Regions from separate parts of the Mus musculus genome. Here region 2 is linked to region 1. A link is a contact called in public Hi-C data. All regions are on one chromosome and are shown on one strand. The core of a region is the stretch at or near the end of the contact, and the rest is flanking DNA. Distances in the headings are between cores, read along the strand shown.

Evidence for each region. A called contact is a pair of places that touch in the nucleus more often than the background predicts.
Region 2: a Hi-C map of liver shows a contact between it and region 1, with 2.1 times the contacts expected there. The contact joins two enhancer-like sites. A contact is called at or near these places in 6 of 484 Hi-C or Micro-C datasets (liver and nephron progenitors) and 3 of 115 datasets of contacts at active chromatin or transcription factors (hepatocytes and liver).

The regions. Positions count from the first base shown.
Region 1 is chr10:99,221,432-99,224,599 of GRCm38.p6, reverse strand. It overlaps Gm34574 (a long non-coding RNA gene), which reads left to right. Exons shown (of 5, transcript XR_871997.2): 3 at 2,164-2,315. Among named protein-coding and RNA genes, the nearest start is that of Gm34574, 9.1 kb to the left of the region's middle. Within about 2 kb of position 1,604, at least 17 of the 459 cell types and tissues checked have an H3K27ac peak or open chromatin away from gene starts, as enhancers often do. A contact at or near this core is called in hepatocytes and liver, where this site is marked.
Region 2 is chr10:99,352,471-99,355,638 of GRCm38.p6, reverse strand. No RefSeq gene overlaps it. Among named protein-coding and RNA genes, the nearest start is that of Gm34921, 83 kb to the right of the region's middle. Within about 2 kb of position 1,573, at least 74 of the 459 cell types and tissues checked have an H3K27ac peak or open chromatin away from gene starts, as enhancers often do. A contact at or near this core is called in hepatocytes and liver, where this site is marked.

The sequences.
Region 1 (3,168 bases), core at 355-2,854:
AGATGCATCGTGGGAAAGGATATGTGCATGGGAGGAAATGGTTATATAACGATCTGGCAATCAAAATAGAGAGCCATCCAAACTAAGCCCCTAGTAATCAAACTCCTCTTTTTGTGGAATACCATAAACAGAAGACCCGAGCAATAACTGGGACCTTTGAGTGCTCTCCCTTGTGTGGCTGCCTGCCAGCTCTTGAGAGTGTGTCTGATTTGCCTTGCTGGTTTAGGACTAAAGTTCCCTTGCTGCTTTTGCAAGTCCACATAAGCCTTTCTCTTGATTCTCTGAGTAAGAGGCCAAGCAATTGGAAATGCCAGACCCCAGTCACTGATAACAACCCTGGAGATAGCATGATTTTGTTTCTGTTAAAATTGTTTCTATGTGTATAATAGACATTTTTGACTGCCTCATGTAGAGAGAATACCTTGTGTATTGAGTGGCTGCATCATGTGTCAATTAAAAAGCCTATATAGCCTATGGCTTAGGCAGGAAATAGAGGGTGGGGTGTTGGGAGGAGAAAGAAAGAATTCTGGGATAAAACGAGGCACAGGGAGATTCACCACGAAGACGTAACAAGATGGACACATGGTACCTGAGCACAGGTAAATAGCCAAGTGACAGAACATAGGTTAAAATAAATAATAAAATAAATGGGTTATCTCTAGTTATGGTCTAGTCAGAGAAGATCCTAGCTATATAGCCAAGGTAAACAGCCACGTGACAGAACATAGGTTAAGATAAATGGGTTATCTCTAGTTATGGTCTAGTCAGAGAAGATCCTAGCTGTATAGCCAAGGTATCTGTAAATATATTTTAAGTCTGAGTCTTGTTTCTGGGAACATGGGGCTGGGAGGAAGAACCAGCCTAGCTTCTACAGTTTTATATATGTAGGGTACAGAGACACCCAGTGAATCAGATACAGGACCCAAACTTAGACAACTTGCCACTAATTGTGGCAATGCGGTATAGTTTGATCTTCTAGAAGGCAGTTTCAAGACCAGAGAACTAATGTACAAAAATCATTGCCACTGTGTATGATACCTCATAAGAACCCAATAGAAAAATGTTAATGACTTCAGCTAGCTCATTTCTGGTAGGACCATGGAAATGGGTTTTTCTATGATTCACAGTCACAGGAAAATAAAATCAAGAGAGCCACAAAAACTCCTCATAAATTAAAAAAAAAAAAGTCACTACACCAACACATAGCAAAGACTGTCAGATTCCCTCTAGTCCATAAGAATGGAAACTTCTGGAATCAATTTTAAGGATACAATGTCATTGCTGCTTAGATATTGCTAGGCAAAATGACTTTGCTATTCTTATAGCTTGGGTTAGATAGCCATTTCCAGGTAAGAGCTAAGCCAGGCTTGCTACATGTCTATTTCTATAAGGAAACAAAACAAAACAAAACCCAAACAGGTATATATCCATTTTGATCTGATTTGGTATAACTTTAAGAGCCACAGCAGAAGAGGGAACTCTAAAATTTTCCATAGGTAAGAGTTCTGGCATAGAATTCTTGATTTCCCTCACCGCCTTCAGCAGCCAGGACTTCAGATCTGAACAATGGTTAATGTTTAAAAAGGCACAGTGTGTTCTGTTTCATGACCTGTTCATTTCCCTTCCCTGCCAGTGCAGGCCTCAAGTAAGAGCTTGTTACAGGGCATGAAAAGACACAGGGAGTGATACTCAGGTCACAGGGAAGTTGCTTGAAGACGAGGGAGCTGTATCTCCAAGGAAACACTCCAAATGAGTTGCTGTGGGCCACCGTGGGCGTGGGTTTACTGTAGCTTATGGAAATAACCCACAGCACCCACTGAGATGTGTGTATAGATTGCAGTCAGGAAATGGAGGGAATCCTGCATTAAGCCGAAACGGTGGGATTTAAAAATGCCTAAGAGCGACTCTCTGGGTGGAATCTGGTCAGAGCACCCATCAGCTTTCCCTCTCATCAGCAGTTGGGAGAAAAATTACATACTTTGGATATCCAAACCCGAATCCAGGGTGTTCAGCCCTTCAGCTATCTACCTTTCTGTAATTAACCCTATTTGTCACCAATCCTCATACTACATGCTGTGAGGGCCAGCCAGTGCAGACCCTAACATCTCCTATAAACGAAACATTCAGTCCTTTCCCCACCAACCCTATTTGTTCTACTTTCAGTCTTTATATAACTCCCAACTCATCTTTTCCTGTGACCTCATCGACTGGTCCTTGTCACATCAGACCATCACCAGTTATCCGTCAACTCCGTGCTCACTCTGACTGTGTATTGACTTGGACCTGGCACCGGACTTGGTTCTGAGGATACATAGGTAAATTCCAGTCACGGCCCTCTTGGAGGTCATGGTTCAGGTGGAGAAGATAAAATAAAATATGTTGAGGGCAAAGGTCAAGCCTGGCATGTGGAAGCCAGTCATTCTCCAGGGTGTTAGATGGCTTCCTGGAAAGACCGATGCCAGAGCTGAGGATTCTGGGAAGAGGAAGCTTCGAGAAGGTGAAAAAAGGTGGGAATATGTAGATAGGTTGGCAACGGGTAGGGTGAATTGGAGGCCATGTCGTGCTGGCATCTTGAACTTCTGCTTGACGAGAGGGACTCTGAATATGCCAGTCTTTCCCTACAGTTGAATGAAATGAACTCTCCCATGGCCTTTGGTTGTTTGTTTGGTTGTTTGTTTGGTTTTGTTTTTCTGTCTTTTTTCTCTGTGGATCTATTCCAGTCCCCAACGAGTTTTCAAGGAATATGCTCCACCATTCCCAGCAGCACTTTGCCAGGTCACTGACCCACCTCGTGCCACACTGCCCACCATTGCCCTCAAGATTCTAGAAGCCAGTGGAAAAATGTCTCATGGTTTCAGCTGCAAGCCTCCGATCAGCCGTCAGGTGGACCCGAGAGCTCATGAGGTTCTGACTCAGCACAGACATGTGTGCCCGAGTGGAAAAACCATGCCAAGCCCACACAAAAATTCTATGAGTCCCCACAAGCTTTCGACTGCTTTTGACTTTTAGCTTTTCTATGATGATTTGCACTCTGAATTTCAAACCCCACTTGCCGATATAATATTTCTATTAATATTTCATTGGGCAATAATAGACCAAGCAAGTATAGAGTAGGAGTTCTTGTCATCCTACAGACAGGAAGTAATCTTTTTTTTTTAATTACTGTTT
Region 2 (3,168 bases), core at 324-2,823, 130 kb before region 1:
AAAAAGTAAAAATAAAAGGACGTGCCGGTTGACATAGTGCTGTCCTTCCATGAGCAGGCCTTGCTTATGCCGAGCTACAACCATAGGCATTGCACAAGAATGGCTTCTCTGACAGATCTGTGTGTGGTTTCCATGTCAAGTTGCTATTTAAACCCTGGCTCTCCACCTTTCATTGCAGGGCCTGGATCCAAACCCTTTATTAGTTAACCTGATAAAACTCTCAGCATGCAACTAACTTTTCCAGGGACCGAATCACTAAACATTTGCTCAGCCACTGTGCTACTATTTGGCTGTTTTGCCATCTCAAGGGATCTTGGCTTATGGACAATTTAGAGCTATGAGAAAGCTGTCTATTATCACTGGAATGCTGGCCTCATTGTCTTAATCCTGAAACTTCTTCATAACTCTGCAAACTCACAAAACCTATCAAATAAACCACATTTTTAACATAAAGGAATTATTTCTTACCCATTTGCCAGGAGCTAGGTTACAAATAACTCTCACACTACTATAGGATAGATTTAGTGATGCCTCAGAATTTCCAACGCCTTTAAAGAAAACGTAAAGAGGTTTCCAGAATCAGAAAGGTTCAGACGACTCTTTTTGTTTTGTTTTGCTGTTGGTGATGGTGAGGAGGTTGATGCTGCTGCTGCTGATTGTGATGATGTTCCTTAATTATAGATGGTCATTCCTCCACCCAGAAAATTCTCTATTCGTATAATAACAGTGACATTTTGAAAAGAAAGGGAATTTTGTTAGACTACTTTTATGTCTGTAGACTTTGTATTACGAGGTTATGGAAAGTTTTTATGTAAGGTTTATTTCCAAATAATAATAATAATAATAAGTCAATACTTTTCCCTATGTAAGGCATTGAAAATGTTAGCAATGATCTAATAGAAGGTCACCAAATTGCTGGTTTTAAAGAGCTTATATGAGTATGAAAAGAAAGATATATCAAAAAGCCTGCTTCAAGCATCTCATTGTTAGGTGGCTTAGTGCTATTGTATTTTTTATTGTACTTGTTGATTAAAGTAGATTACAAACAGCTGACCTTTCATCCAGTCCTTAGCAAAACACTGAGTGAGATTTTACTACATTGGGGCCTCTAGGTTCACAGGTCACAAACATAGAGAACACAAGTGATCTGACCTTGAAGGATCATAAAATAACAAAAAACAAACAAACAAAAAAAACCCGCTTTGTTTTACAAATGAAGAAATGAATGCCCAGAAAAAGGAAAGAAAATTTGAAACAAGTCTTTCCCGGGAGTCTCTTCCTACACCCTCTATTTCTAGCTGCACAGAAATGGCAAAGGCTGTCCATCCTTGTGTTCTTGGAAGGACTGGAAAGACATTTGAATGATAGACATTCCCAGAGGATGCACGGGTTGTTGGCTTTGAAACGGCATAATTGTTCCTCTTCAGAACGGAATGGCAACTTTTTGTTCATCTGCTGAACTTTAGTTACCACAAAAATAACCTGTTTCCGCATGTCTTTAACTCATGCCGGTTGACAACAGCAGATGACTCATTGAGCAATGAATTTCGGCAGCTTCCGGATTGCCTGGCAGATTTTTATGGTGGCCTTTTTTATAGGGTCAAAGATCAGCCTTGTGTAACCCACTGGGGCCATTACTGGGTTTAAACTCTCTGGCAATTGCACTTGCTACATCATTCATTTAATTGGTTCAAGAAAAATGCCAAGGAGACAAAAGTCAACAACTGCTTTCTCGGTGTGCCTCATCCCACGCAGAAGGAAAAAAAAAAACAATGAGGAGGGTCCGCGAAGGAGGGTACCCAGGTAGATGGGGGAGGGGGCAGAGAGAGCGTTACCAGTAAGACTGCATAGTCCCCAGAACACAAGGAACCTCTCCCTTTCACAGCCACTTGTCAAAGCCTGCCCGTGCACTTAAACAAAAAGCTATAAAATAGGATTATTTGCATCATAATGTTGTAGAAGCCAAATGTGTTGCTTTCCTGGGAAGAGAAAGGCAGGCAGGAAATCACGTGGGCAGGTATTCACGGGCCAAGGAGCCTCCACTTCTCCAGATTCCCGAACACTCCTTTCATGGCACACTGCACGTCATCCGAGACCTGAAACGGGTCTTCCAAAGACCTTTTATGATGGAGACACTAAATTCCTGGTTGTGTTTCACTCCATTCTGGAGCATTCTCGCTAAACATACTGGCGTAACATCTTTTTCTCTTCAGTAAAACAAACAAACAAACAGTTGTCATAGAGGAAGATCCTGCCATCCTCCGTTATGTAAATTAATGCCTGGTCGGAAATACAAATCTTTTTTAGGCTGGGCTTACAAAGGATACCCGTTTCATTTCTTTTTATAATGCTTTAAAGTTGCCCCCCATGATGATTACCTTTTGAATTTTTTCTTCTTGACAACGATTATGGGGTCTGTCAAAGGAAAACAAAAGCAACAAGATAAGATCAATGGTGAAATCAGTCGAGAGAGTTTCAGGTCTCTGAAAAAATTTGTTCTCTTCCCCAACATCAGGCAGAATAAATCCACTGTCCAGTTCTTTACGTAGCTTGATGCAGTCAAAACGATGCAGAGCATCCTGGATGGGTAGGGATGCTCTGTCCAAACACGGGGTCAAAGGAATCCTTCTTAAAGGGTCCTTAGAAGGTCTGTAAGTAAAGTTTCACTTTTCATTTAAAGAAAGCATGAAGTTAAAACTACAGGGTTAAGGCAAATGTCTACCAAATCACAGGCTAAGAATATCTACAGTCACTCTCCTGGTAAAAGAATTTCTTTTACTTTATTTTTTAATTTCGTTTTTATTTTTAGATTTATGTATGTGCTGATTAACAACCTTTCTAACCCTAAAAGATGAAAAAAAAAAAAAAAAAAAGAAGAAGTATTCTCTTCCAGGTAACTACAACATGTATGAAACCAGAAGGGGGTGAACCATATGATCAATTTAAAATGTAAGAACAGGAGGGTGTTAGGTATTTATAGAATTTAAGATGGTCCCAATTAAATGTATTATTGAGTCATTTATTGGGCAGGGGAAGGAAGACAGCTTTGTGAAAAGATTATGTTTCCTTTGGGTTTATATTTTTAAAAATCACAAAAAAATGCAAATTAAACTAGATTATCCAGACTGCTAAACTGAACCTACCATTGTTGGACCCCTGAAGGGAGAC